Regions from separate parts of the Mus musculus genome. Here region 1 is linked to region 2. A link is a contact called in public Micro-C data. All regions are on one chromosome and are shown on one strand. Each heading gives the region's core, a stretch centred on a gene start, on an enhancer-like site or on the middle of the called end of the contact. The rest is flanking DNA. Distances are from core to core; before and after follow the strand shown.

Evidence for each region. A called contact is a pair of places that touch in the nucleus more often than the background predicts.
Region 1: a contact with region 2 is called in a Micro-C map of trophoblast stem cells, with 5 times the contacts expected there. The contact joins two enhancer-like sites. A contact is called at or near these places in 2 of 39 promoter capture datasets (hippocampal neurons and stem cell-derived epiblast-like cells), 2 of 15 datasets of contacts at CTCF or cohesin (CD8 T cells and the NIH/3T3 cell line), 15 of 484 Hi-C or Micro-C datasets (the G1E-ER4 cell line, Th1 cells, bone marrow-derived dendritic cells and 10 more), 4 of 115 datasets of contacts at active chromatin or transcription factors (embryonic stem cells, kidney and oligodendrocyte precursor cells) and 1 of 9 other capture datasets (embryonic stem cells).

What each region holds. Positions count from the first base shown.
Region 1 is chr2:104,330,994-104,337,929 of GRCm38.p6, reverse strand. The region is part of intron 1 of D430041D05Rik (RIKEN cDNA D430041D05 gene); the gene reads left to right. Among named protein-coding and RNA genes, the nearest start is that of D430041D05Rik, 76 kb to the left of the region's middle. Within about 2 kb of position 5,024, at least 4 of the 459 cell types and tissues checked have an H3K27ac peak or open chromatin away from gene starts, as enhancers often do. A contact at or near this core is called in trophoblast stem cells, where this site is marked.
Region 2 is chr2:104,135,637-104,143,034 of GRCm38.p6, reverse strand. No RefSeq gene overlaps it. Among named protein-coding and RNA genes, the nearest start is that of A930018P22Rik, 17 kb to the right of the region's middle. Within about 2 kb of position 3,219, at least 2 of the 459 cell types and tissues checked have an H3K27ac peak or open chromatin away from gene starts, as enhancers often do. A contact at or near this core is called in trophoblast stem cells, where this site is marked.

The DNA.
Region 1 (6,936 bases), core at 3,775-6,274, 190 kb before region 2:
GGGCAAGAATAACTTCCCTTCCAGCAGAAAACCAAGACCTACACACAATCAGCTATTATGCAAGTTCTCTGCCTGTGGAATGAAGAAGAGGAGGTGATGAGCTCATGAAATAGATGACAGATGATCTGGGTGTTTAAGCTGAAGTTTATTGGGCTGAGGAGTATTTCAATGGTACAGAATCTGCCTAGCTGTGCAAGGCCCTGGATTTGATCCTTGGCACTGCAAAACAAAGCAGCAAGCAGGCAAACAAGCACCTTTGCAATTTGCTGACAAGTCTATCTTTGTTTCTACCATACTTTCAGTTTATAAGCACTTCTAAGTAACCCCACACCCAACATTTCACAAGTAGCAAATTGAAAAGAAGCTACAAGATGGGGGAGAGGTGGCTATCAATGTGAGCAGTGGCCTTTGTGAGACAAGGTAGACAATAAATAAATATAGACAGATACCCCGATAGTAATAGAGCTTGGCATTAATGGCTAGGTGACAGATGTGACAGAAAGCTGTAAAGCTCTGTGCCTGGGGTAAGTCTAAACAGGCCTACCCAGCTTAGTGACCCTGAAGAATTCATTGCATTAAGGTGCATTATAGTAATTGATGTATTTCTTGTGAGTTTGATAGCCTTTGTTCATAGCAGTGACCCTGAGGCCTACAGAAAAGATTAAATTATACTCAGTGAATGCTATTTAAGAGAGTACATGGGTGTATTGTATTTTAAAAAGACACCCATGCTAATGTCTACTGCAGTGACATTGCCATAGAAGAAATGTGCTTTGGAAAGACAGAGAAATAAGGTGAAAAAGAATTGGTGTCTTATAAAAGCCCGAAAAGCACTTGCAAAGCAAGGGAGTGAGGTTCTTAGTTTATCAGAAAGCTGCTCCACCCACAGAACTCATTCACCGGGACAGTTCCCTTGCTTGCCCACCTTAACAATGATTGCAAATGGCTCTGCCTAAAATGGTAGCCACCGTCACTCGTGGTGATGACTTGAATCTAAATACAATGGAGGGCTCAGTGCTTCCGTTGAGCTTGCTATCCACTCTCGGCCAGTGGCTACCATAGTGAAATTATAAAAACACTCCATCACTGCAGAAAATGCTTTTCAACATAATATTTAGAAAGTCAGGAAGGGGTAAGATGCCTGTAGGCTAGAGTATATCAGCAAGACTTCATGCAAAAATAAAACAAAAAAAAGTATAGGTATGTACGTATATGCATATCTTTCAGTATTTTTTGGGTCCAGCTTATGGTGTGGTTCTGTTACAATTACAGATAAATACCACCATGTCAGGGTGATTTTCTGAATGTTTCTTCATAGTTTAGGAGCAGCTAAAAAGCTTGTTGAAGTGTGAGGCTTTAGAATGCACAAAAGTTTCTGGAAGAGTTGGAGGTCACAAGGCTACGTGTTAGTGCCATGCTGAGAAGCTGGCTTACTTCTCTACAGGGTTTTGTTTTTTATTGAGGCGTCACTTTACTAGATATATGTTAGGAGTTTGGGGGAAATTTTAACTAGGTCTTTCCAAGAAACAGGATCAGTGGAAACTCATGTTTAAAATGACCTAAGAATTACCAGAATTAATAATCAGCAGTGGCTAGATCTGTAAGTGATGGTCAGGATAAAGACGTCATTTCTCAGGCCAGGTGGGAGCTGTGTTATGGGGCAGATAAAGGTATTCAATTACTGACCAAGGGGACCCCTCTTTAGTTGGCTGAGAGGTTTCATGATGGATGTGGATTGAAAATGAAGAGAGGAGAAACGAAACTCAGTTTAATAGGTGACTTATAATTTGAGCAGGGAACAAAATGGCTTTTTCAGTTTTACAAAGCTCATATTGATGGCCTAATTTACCTTTCCCCAAGGGCAGCTGAGCTTTGCTGGAGGTGGGGGTTGTGGGACTATCATAACGATCTGTGTGCACCTTCAGCTGCCTATTCCATGCATGCACATTAATGAGAGTGTAATTAGCTTATTGAATGTACTGAACACGGTAGAGCTCCTGTAAGGAGGCTATTTTGCCACTCGTTTGTCCCCCTTTTCTATTTGTGTATGCTGTGCACGATTGCATATGTATGGGCACACATTGTATGCACGCATGTGGAGACCTGGGGTTCATGTCAGGACCAGTCATTGGTCAGCCACTCACACAATTTCTGTGCCACCTTTACCCCAGTGCATCATGTTGGCAGGACAGATTGTAGGTGGAAGGTCTTGAGGCTGGGTTGGTGTTTTAGACCCTCCCCTGGAAGAATTGTGCTGAATCAAGCCCATGTACACCAGGGAAGCACTCAACCAATTGAGACGTATCTCCAGCCTAGTCCCCTCTTCTTCTCTCTTTATAAGTCTTTTTTTTTTTTCTTCTGTGATGTTAAGGCTCAAACCCAGGGCCTCATGCATGTGAAACAGGCACTCTCCCCACTGAGTTATGTCTTCAAAATTATAGAGTTAAGTGTTAATATTGAGAGTCTAAGACCGAGACCTGGGGAAACAGTGGGCCTGAAAGTGACAGCTGGCACGGTAGGAAGGCACTATAAGGATTCTAACATTTTCTTTTTAATAATTCTGGATCTCCCAGTTTTGATTGCAGTTGCCAGCTGTTACAAAATGGGCTTTTTAAAAAATGCATAAATGTGGGCATTTGGATGTTAGTGCAGGGGGTGTCTCAACATTCCAGCAACTGAAATTGATAATCATGATGAAGAGTGTCAGGCTTCACTGGCCAGTCCAGACACTGTGCTCCTGCCCCTGGGGGGGGGGCGGTGCTGTGACAGTGTCACATTCATAACATTCATATGCATTTGGGTTTATTCACCCTCTCTCTCCCTCCCTCCCTCTCTCTCTCTCCCTCCCTCTCTCTCTCTCTCTTTCTCACACACACACACACACACACACACACACACACACACACGACGCTGCCCCCCCTTTATCATGAGTTTGTTTTGAGAGAGCGTGGCAGGTTCTTCTGAAGTGTGCTTTGTGGCAACTACTCTGGGAATGATTACACATTAGATGTTCTTACTGGACAGATCTGCCTCCTAATGTCACGTTGCCTTTGGCTACTTCTTTGTGTGCTGTCTCACACAAGGCCTGTGTATGATGATTGGAGAGTTTGCTTAGAACAACAATGTCCTATTAGTAGCATGACATAGTACTTCTCATTTGTCACAATTGTGGAAGGAGTTGGGGACCTGAAGCAGCAGTGTCCTGGAGGATATGAGAAACTGATTGTGATTCATGGTGTCCCCATTTCACATAATCCATCAAACCTTTCCCTACTCTGGGTTGTAGAAACATCTCCATCCTACCTGCTCCTTGTATCTTTATTTTGTCTCTCCCTCAGCAGCCCAAAGCACATCCCCACCCTGGTCAGGCTCCTCACCATGCCCTCTACTCACCAGAGCAGTTCCTTTCAAAGAAAGTGGTTAAAACATTTGACTCAGGAATCATGGCTGCCTTGGGTGGGGCTTACACATTACCCTAACGGCAAGGACCAGGCAGTCCTTGGTTCTTTGGAGAAGGCCCTCCACTCTACAGGAGTAGAAGTAGAAAACTGGCTTTTCATTGGTGACCTTTGGTGGGAGGGATTGGGAGCCTGAGGCTAAGGTGAGGGGGGAGGGGAAACAGGTGAGCACGTGGTGTGCACCTGATTTTGAGGAGATTGGTTGTTACACAGCAGGGCAGCCCAAGCCTGGTGTCCTGATGATGGATTGTGGGTAGGAAAAGGTTCTGTTGGACAGATCTTATATGGGTGTGTTCCTGTAGATGGGGGTGAGTGTTAGTGGGTTCCTGGTATATCAGAGCCATCTGCTGGTTAAAAACATCCGTGTGCTAACACATCCACTGCTTGCTTGATTCTCTGTATGTCCACTGGTTTGATAGACGTGAGCATGTCTATGAATGTGAATATGTGTGTAAATATGGCACTCGTGACATAATGCTGGTTACAGGAAGATTTATGCATACAGAAGGGGCGTCAGCTTTGGGAAAGGATAGCTAATTAAAAGGATCGTTCTTACCTCTTGTGCTTCTGCTGAAGAACACAAGCAAAAATCCCCTTTAAGCGTTGACATTTAGTGCTTTGCAAGGACTGGTGAGGGTGTGAGGAAAATGGGGTTCCTTGTTTTTGCTGTGTGACATGGTTAAAAATGCATATTTGCATGCAGAGAAAAATACTCTGGGAGGGACAGACACCAAGATGTCACATATAGTTGTCTTGGCAAAGAGGGGTTATTGGATAGTAATTTTTTCACTTATTTATTTCTATTTTTAAAACTTTTCTGCAGTGAAATTTCATACTTAAATATAAGCAGAATAACATTAAGCTGATGTGGAGGATCCATCTATATACGTAATTCTCCATTTCTAGAGAATAATCATTCTACTTCATGTTTCCCAAAGAAATGCTTCCCCCCCTCCATGGAAAAGTATAGGTCACCTTTTCAATAAAAGGGAAGTCAGTATTCAAAGGGTGTTAGGCCAGCCATTCAACAATGTCTGCTGTGTGACTAGGATCTATGGTATGCCCAGCTCCTTCCACACATGCGCAATGACAGCAACATCACATCTCCACTTATAAACGACTACAAAGAGCTTCACCCAGATGTTCGAAGCACTGAGGCAGGTGATCGATAAGCTAGGATTTGAGCAATTAAATGACTCGACTCTAAAGTTTGACCCTCCTTCCACACCAGCCTGCCCGCTGCGGCACACAGGCATCGGAGCACTGAGTTTGTAGGTACTCTCTGAACCTGGAGATTCCCCAGACATTTAGTTCTCTCTCATACCTGAACAGGAGACTGGCTTACACCTGTGCAGCCTCTGCTCCCAAAGGGCCTGAGTGTCACTATTGTTAAATGAATTATAGGGTAAGAATAATCTACCCAAACAGTAAAATCCACCAACATTTATAGAGTATACACCACATGCCAGATGTGCTAAGTCTTTTATGCGAACTCTCTCTGTAATTCATAAGAGCCCTGGGAGGTAGATACCATTAAACTTTACAGACATGTTACTACTGAGGCATGTAGAGAATTCAGCTTGTCTAGGGTCACCCAGCTAGAGAGTCTTCCAGCTGGCTATAAGCCTTAGGCTGAGCTGTCTGTCTCGTCAGTCTAAAACGCTGAAGAAAATCAGATTCTGCCTTACTGGTTCATGATGGCTGAGCCTCTCCCAAGCTAGGGCCAAAACCATGGAGACTTTTCTGAAGACAGGATGGTGTACGTTTAATTCCACTGAATGTCTGGATCATTTAGCCTGCTACCAATTCCTACTTAAAAATCAGAAGACTGTGCAGGCAGCTTACCAATCAGCAGGGTATTATGTACAATCTAATAGCTCTGTTTCCAGTAAAAAACTGGATAGCTATCAGTAATATTTAGGAAAGGTGATTACAGTAACATTATCGACTTCTTTGAACGTTTGGTTTCTGCCATGGAATGGACTTGTAAGGTGGCTTTCTTGACGATAGGATCTTTGTCATGGAAAGTGGTCTTCACTACTGTATATTTATACATTAGCCTCCTAATTGCTCCTTGGGCGTCTCAGTAAAAGCGTCTGTATATATCCCTATGCAACATCAGTTTTGTACTAGGGTGAGCTTTCAATTTCCTGAGAAAATAGTTGTTGTTTTTCTCAAATAATGAGAATTATTATGATCAACTTATGTCTGTCTTTATCATCACCCCGTGTATATTTTTACTTTATTCGCCAGGAGCCAGCAGTGGGAAGAGACAGTGCCCTCAGTGGTTAGAGGCCTGAGCTCTCTGAGTATTAGACTGGTGAGGTACAAAGGTACTGGTTAGGTACTTGTGGAGTTTCTCATTTACTTTAACAAAACACTTGGCAAATGCAACTCAAGGAAGGGGCAGTCTCTTTTGGCTCATGGTTTGAGTGGAAGGAAGGCATGGTGATAGAGCCAGCATTAGGTGTCACTGGAATGTGAGATGGCTGAACACACTGCATCCGAAGTCAGGAACCCTGCTCACTGATACCCATCTGAGACCCCAGTCTATGGTATGGTGCTGACAATGTGGATCTAAAGGCTGCTCTTCCTCAGCTAAACCTCTCTGGACATAGCTTTATGAGCCTAGATGTGCGTCTCCCAGATGATTCCACATACAGCCAAGTTGACACTGAAGATTAAACGCCATACCCAGACCTGCATTTCACTGACCTCCAGCAAGGGCCTTCTTTGTCTTGCAGTTTTCTTACACATATAATGAAAGTTAGTGCTACATTTGCTTGGTTCTCAGACCCACTTTCTTTAAACATTTTTAACATCTCTGAAATCCAAATGTTCATCATGGTTTAATTAACACATCTTTTTCTTTTTAATGATGCCTTACATTGATCTAAATGCAGTACCTCCCTCTTTGGGCTATTCTAAGAACTATGTGAGGTACCATATATAAAAATCGCTTGGCATGTGAGCGTCATGAAATGCCACTGCCTTCCTTTTCACACCCAGTCCCCGGAACCACACTCAGCTTCGCTGTTGACTCATGGTTCCCTCTTAGCCATTCTCCCCTTTAGAGTTAAACTCTGTCCGTTTTGTTCTAGCCAGTGTGAGTAATTCGTAGCAAAAGAAGTGGATGGTGTGGTCATATATATTAGTGTTGGTTACCACCAAACCACACCCAGAATCATAGGTAATAAAAATACTAAAGACCAACCCCACTGAGAAGGAGCAGCCAAGCCCGCAGCTGTGTTGCCCAGGATGAGAAGGTGACAGGCAAGCATCTGTGATCAGGCTAAGCTAAAGGCTACCACAGAGGATTGACTGAGCTCAAATCCAGGATTATTTTTCTGACTGATAATCGTAGATCATAGAGAACCTGACTTTTTTTCTGCTTGGGTAAGTATGACAAAGAAGACTGTCTCATGTTAGCTTATATTACTGTCTACGGCATCTGATCCAAACAATGCCTTTTCTCTTT
Region 2 (7,398 bases), core at 1,970-4,469:
ATGGAATCTCTTTACAACCCATCCCCACAACAGTGCCTACTGGAGATTCACTACAGAGCAGTGACAGACCTCGAAGTCCCCCGTGTGATCTCAGAAGCCATGCCTGCTTAGGCATAGGATCATGGGCAAGAAATAAATACTGCCCTTTTGTGTGGTCCCCATACATAAACTCAGACACAATCGGTGCTCCTGACAAAAGCCAGTGTCTGTTAGGGTGTGTTTTCTTAGAACAGAATGGAGTTCCATTAAGGTCAAGGGGTCCTGATGAGTCCCAACAGCAATGATCTTGGGAGATTGGCTTCCAATAATCAAGCCATAAAGCCTGCCTTGTGTGAGCCCTACACAGAGATTGGGGGGGGGGGGGATCTTGCCTGCTCTGCCCTTTGCCTTTTGGTTGACTACAAGACAGGGCCTACAGACACATAGGTGGACCAGCTCCTAGAATGTGACTCGGTGCATGAACAAAGCCAACCATATCCTTCCACTAGAAAATACCAAGGCACAGTCTGTTAGCAGCACATGTCCAAACCGAATGGTCAAGATCCAGATGAGCCGAGATGGGCTAATTCCAAGCGAAGCTCTAAGAAAGCAGGAAACGAGTAGGGAGAAACATGGAGAATAGAGAGAGCAGAGAGAAGGAAGCTTGGTTCTTGTGACACAACAGACAAGCAAATCGACCCTGACCTTTGTCAGTCCAACTTGGCAGCATCACCCAGCTGCTTTTCACTGCCCCACCCACAACTTGCTGAAATCCTTACAGGTCCTTACAAAAACTTCCCAGAGACTCAAGGAGCGTTTTTGATCAAGTGATGGTGCTACATCTGCTCGGAAGCATTGGGAGACAGTCTCTGAGCTGGAGAAGGCAAATGTACGCCCAAATTCTCCTGGTAGAGCAAGGACAACAAACTTATTCCAAAATGCAGTGTATTGGCTTCATTTCTGTTGCTGTCATAAAAAATATGTGCAACCCAAACGACCTTCGAGGAGAAAGGGTTTATTCTGGCTCACAGTTCCAGAGAGAGACAGTCCATCACAGTGGGGGAGGGATGGCAACAAGAACATGAGTCTAGCCCATCATGTATGTCAGCGGATTTAGAAGTAGAACCAACTATAAAATTTCAGTGCTCACCCACAATGCCGTACCTCCTCCTGCAACTATCTGCAAAATGTTCACTGATGTTAGTAGACGCTAGACACCAAAAGTGTTCATGTTCCCATGTCTCATGTTCATCTTAGCACCTGATCCCCGATGCAGGGGGATTTGGAGGTTGAACCATTGGACGTAACTATGTCCAGAGGTCCTCCTAGATAGAGAGGCCCCAGGGAACTCCCTCAGCCCTTTCACCATCAGTCAGGAAGCAAGCCTTAGGCAGATGCCCAACCTGTAGGTTCTCTGATCTTAGACTTCTCAGATCAGCTACAAGAACTAAATTCCTGCCATCTATCAGCCACCCAGCTTATGGTTTGGGGTTACAGCATCCCAAAGAGACCAAGAGAGTAGGAAGCAAGGCTCTGCGTCGCCCCATGACTATATGAAGGAGAGGTTGTGGTCGAAACTGGTTTGCACTGCTGGGCATTTTGTTCTGTCAACATATGTTAACATATACACAGGCATATAGCCAAATTTTGTGGCAGTGAGACCATGTGACTCACTGGAATGGAAATAAAGTTTGGTTAGGGTGACAGTTTTATTGCCACCCTGTCCTCCAAGCCTCTGGACTCTGAAGGGTCTTTGATGAACATATAGGAAGAGCTTCCTTACACCCCTTCTTCTCTTCATAACCTAGTGCATAACCTAGTGCTTCAGCCCTGGGGCTGAGCCTTCAGAAGACACATAGGGTCTGTAGAAGCTATTTCCCTTGAGGCTGTGTGATGCCTACCTGTGATGGTAATACCCAGATGCTTTGCTAACAGGACTTTTAGAAACAGCTGACTCTGAAACCCAGGGTCTTCCAGCAACTGGATGCTGAACTATATTTCTTAGACCCTGCCACAACTTGCAGGGATTCAAGAAGAGGAAGTGGGGGGCTGGTTTTAAGCTCTTGGGGGGATGTCCATTGTGTAAATCAAGTTTGTGGCTTCCAGAGGAAGGGCTTAGATAGTTTCAAGACTTGTCTTGAGTCTGAACTCTGCCAGGGTGCCCACGTTGTCTTATATGTTGACATCTAGGGGACTTGGGAACTTGCTACGCTCTCTGGTCGAGTCAACTGGACAAGCCGAGAGGCTTAAAAGTCACTCATGAGGCAAAAGAGTTTCAAGGAAGCTCTCCTCCTGGAGTCTAGCGCTCCCTACCCATACAGTAATTTTTCATTCCCGCGTTCCATTCCCGCGTTAGTCTAGTGTATGGATCCACGTGCTCTCTTTCATTTATTTTCCTATCATAAGTGCCTTTTAAGATTGAATTCTGACATAGCTAAAGCCGTCCGCCAGTGTTCCAACAGTCCTAGTTCGTCCTTAGCAAGACCTTGGGCTTGGAATTCAGTATTGCCCCTGGTATTACACTATCTCTTTGAGTAAAAGTTAGGTCACTGCCCTTCACAGGAATTTACCATCACTAAGGAAGAAAGAAGTTTCTGACCGTAGGAGAAACCAGAATAGATATTTAGAATTATAGCTGAGTTACACCTATATACAGGAATTTACAATGGTTTAGGAAGTAGATCCAGCTGTGGTTTTAGAGTATTGCATTATTCATGAGATGGTTAGCTAGAACGGAACTCCCTAGTTAGAACCATGACTTGGGTGTGAAAGCCCTTGCCCTAGGAGTGAAAAGTTCTCACACCTGGCTTCTAAGACTATAGCTGACCTTAGATAGGGCTGACTCTGTCTCAGTTATTTTATTGCCCAGTTCCTGCCAGTCTTTGCGTTTTCATTTCCTCTGTTCTGTGTAAGAGTCATTAAGCATCCGGTTACCTCATTTGTACCTTGTGGGTATGTCACCCAACTACCTTGTTGTCTTCTGCATAAAAAGTCTGATGTTCGATTTGAAAAATTACATTCAGATTCCACACAAACTCTCCTGCGTGTGTGTCTGTCTGTCATTCATCCACGCTTTGCCCACCCGCGTCGAGAGACCCCGTTCCACGCAGACACAGGGACACAGAAGGTCTGCGGCAGGAACTAACGTTTCTGTCTCTTTAAGGTTTTGTCTCTCACACTGGTAGATTCCAAATTGATCTTCTTGGTGACTCTTTTAGAATGGGTTTTAGTGAAGCAGAACCAGTAGCTAACAGCAGAAACCAAGGGCGACAACTGAGCAGAGGTTAACCCAAGGTTAACCCAAGAGGAGGGTTACAGGGCTGACTTTCCATGAGGGCTGTTTATGTCTGGCTGTGTTCATACACACACACACACACACACACACTGATTATTAATATTTTTACTTAAACTAAAATTCTCCAGCAGGCATCTTTCCTGTGGCCAGACAGCTAGTTCTCCCTCAGTTGAGCAAACATTTCCTGAGCACCACATCAGACACTGATGCCTAGGTGACAAGGGTTCCATGGGGAAGGGGGGGGTCACAACATCTGCCTGTCACAGAATTCATGGTCCAGGAAGATTGGCCCTGGAGACACAAAGCCCATCATAAAAAGGGCTTGCCACTTTTCTACTCCATGAAAGAAAGTCAAATCAAAATCAAAATCTACTTCTTTCTGCAGACACTTACATTTGGAACTGGACTTTTAGCACTGTAGTGTCATCTGATGGTATTACACACTTCTCCCTCTAAGTTACCTTTAGCCAATGAGGGGAAGACAGCAGAAGGGCACCCCCTCTCCATGGAGAGAGAACAAATTGCCAAACTGCCAAGAATATACAAAAGCAAATTTCAGAGCAGTCACCACTTAGTAAAATGAGGACAGAGATAAGCATCTTACTGTCCTACACAGTCTACATCAAGACTTCAGGAACCATAGAATTCATGAATGAAGCCACAACACGCAGTTACTACTTTAAAGTATCCATATTAATGGTGTGTCAATCAACGTTTATTAACTATTATTGTATGGTGTAGTGGTTGGAATGAGAATGGCCCCCATAGGTTCATATATTTAAACACGTGGTCTTCAGCTAGTGGAACTGTTTGGAAAGGATTAGGAGGTGTGGCCTTGTTGGAGGAGGTGTGGCTTTGTTGGAGGAGGTGTGGCCTTATTGGAGGAGGTGTTTTGAGGTTTCAAAAACCCATCCAGGTCCAGTGTCTCCCTCTTCTATCTACAAGTTGCAAATCAGATGTGAGCTCTTAGTTACTGCTCCAGCATCATGCCTGCCTGCCAGCCTGCCTACCTGCCTCCATTCTCCCTTCCATGATGGTCGTGGACTAACCCTCTGAACTGTAAGCAAGCCCCCAATTGAATGCTTCCTTATACAAGTTGCCCTGGTCATGGTGTCTCTTCACAGCAAGAGAAGAGTAACGGTGTCATGTGGGTTTGGGTTTTTAATCAGCCTCTGAAATATATACTCTGTGCAGCACATCTAAGCAGGTGAGCCGCTAGATCTTGGTGGTGAGACCATTCTTTATCACATTAGTCTGTTTAGCTTTCTGGAAATTGTGTTTGTTTTCTTCTTGGAAAATTTACATATGAAATAAAGCATATCCTCTCAATGGTAATTTTCCTTCCGAAGTGTCAGCAGAGATTTGTGCTTACAGCTTTTCTTCTCTGCATATTTCTCCAGTCTCCAAAGGAAAATATTTTAACAAGCATTTATAAAATCCTCAGAGTATTAGGCATGGCTATTGCATGAACTGATGTTGCTTGCTGTTTTGAAAATGATAGAATCCAGCCAAGCAGTGGTGGCACATGCCTTTAATCCCAGCAGAAGTAGGCAAAAGTAGGCAGAAGTAGGCAGAAGTCTGTGAGTTCCAGGCCAGCCTGGTCTACAAAGTAACAGCCAGGACAGCCAGGGCTACACAATGTAACCCTGTCTTGAAGGAAGAAAAGGAAGAAAAGAAGGAAGGAGGGAGGGAGGGAGGGAGGGAGGGAGGGAGGGAGGGAGGGGGGGGAGGGAGGGAGGGAGGGAGGGAGGGAGGAAGGAAGGAAGGAAGGAAGGAAGGAAGGAAGGAAGGAAGGAGAAAAAGAAAGGAGAGAGAGGGAGAGAGAGAGAGAGAGAGAGAGATTGATTCAGGGGCTAAAACTCTGGTTGCTCTTCCAGAGACCCTGGTTTTGGTTCCTCACAGCTGTCTGTAACTCCAATCCCAGCAAGCCAATGCCCTCTGCTGACCTCTGGGGATGCCAGTCACGCTCGTGGTTCTCAGGTAAACACTCATAAAATTAAAAATAAACCTTAAAAGGCAAAGGAAGACATAGAGTTGGCTCTAAGTTGGAAGGGGTCTGGGTGGAATATTACTCAGCTTTCTATTCCAAAGACACCACAAGTATAGGACCCTTGTAGATATGAAATTGCTTAAGTGGAGAGGGAGCTTCGGAAAGCCTGGTGTGTCAAATGAGAGGGAGTTGGGCTAGACAGGGAGTACTTCAGTTAACAGTGCTTGCTGCCCTGGCAGAGGACACAGTGAAAGTTCCCAGCACCCACAGAAGGTGGTTCATGACTGCCTGTAACTCTGGCTCCAGAGGATCCAACACCCTCTTCTGGCCTTGGTAGCTACCTACAGGTATGTGGCACACACAGAGAGACACACACATACACATAAATATAAACAAATAATAAATAAATAGAACGAGAGGACATGAAGTGGAGTGGAGAGGTTGGGAAGGATGGCGAGGCCTTTCATATAACTCAGTATCTGGACAGAAGTCAATGTCAGTACTCGGGGTGGCGAGGGAAGGAGACACCATTACTGATATTCTTCCTACTTATTTTTAGAGCTTAGTATTATTTTGATTTAAAAATCACACATGAGGTGATAAGCCACGGAAATCTTTTCAGTTTGGGGCCTAAAAACTATTTCACTCTGGCTCTGAATCTATTTTGTGGCCAATGGTCATACATGAAGTGGATCCCTACTGTGCAATTCAGTTTTCTGTTACTGTACCAAAATACCTAATGTAATCGACTTAAAAGGAGGAAAAGTTTATTTTGAATTTTGGCTTCAGAGGTTCAGTGTTATGCATCAATTGATCCTATTGCCTTGGCGTGTGGTGAGGCAGAGCAACATGGCAGGGCCCCTGTGGTGGAACCAAGCTATTCAGCTCATGGCTAGAAGTGAAACAAACAGGAAAGATCCCTTTTCTGAAATGTCCCTAATGATCTAAAACCACTAACCCACCTCTTAAAGTCTCCTCTGCTGTTAACACGCTGTCTGTGGAGAACATTCCAGACCTGAACCATTGCACCCACATCAAGATCTGGGACCTTCCAGATGGAGGTTTGAATTCCGCCTTTACTGCATTGTAGCTGTGTGACTTTGGGCAACGTATGTCCTGTCTCTGAGTCTTCACTTCATTGAGAAGCTTTCTCCAGAAGAGGACACTGTGGAGGGGGAGACAGAATGCGAAGCTTACAGCCTGGCATTTTGCGAGCATGGTGGTCACTGTAACTCACAAAGTTCTTCCAAGAATATTCCCGATAATGTGGATCTCTTTATTTTGCCAGAGCTGGTATGTCACCCATGGGTCACCTAGCAAAGACTCCTGTACTCAGCGCTACTGACCTATCCTCTGTGGATATGTCTTTTGTCCAAGAACCCAGGTGACCCATAAGCCAGCCAAGCAGAGAGGAAGCTAAGGACCCTGGGGAGAGGTAACGGTGCTGAGGAAGGAAAGCCTTCTACCACTCATCAGTGTGGGGAGAGAGGGATCCGATGCAGCTCTCTCCAGGGCCCTACATTCTGCTTGTGGTGATGCCTCCCATCACTCTGGGAGAATTCTTCTGTGTACTCAACTCCCCAGGGCACTCCAGCAACCTCATGGAACAGCTGGCTTTGCTATATCAACAGGTTGGGCACAGTCATCAGGCACAGTCTGCTTTGTTCAAACAGCATGGGTCACAGCCTCAATGTCACGTGGTGAGCCAGTGGGAAATAAGATCCTCTTGAGAACATGCCTGGGCTTCCTACATTATCTGCTCAGGGGCAATGTGTAAGGTTTGGTTTTGCTTCTGTGATGAATCTCTGACATCATCCCTTACAAGAGGAAAGATTTCTTTTTTTTTTTTTTTTTTTTTTTTGGCTCTGGGTTCCAGGGGCTTCAGCCCATGGTTAGCTGGTTCTATCACCATGAACCTCAGGGAGGGTTGAACAGCTTGCCTCGTGGTAGACAGAATGAGTAGGATGAGCAGAAAAGGGTCAGAGAAAACTATCCCTCAAAGGCACACACCCCCAGTCCCTACCTCCTCCAACCAGTCCTCGCCTTGCACAGGTCTGCACCCTTCTTAAATAGTCTATTCAGACTTTAAGTCTATCAGTGGTTAACTTACTGATGAAGACAGGGACCTCATGAC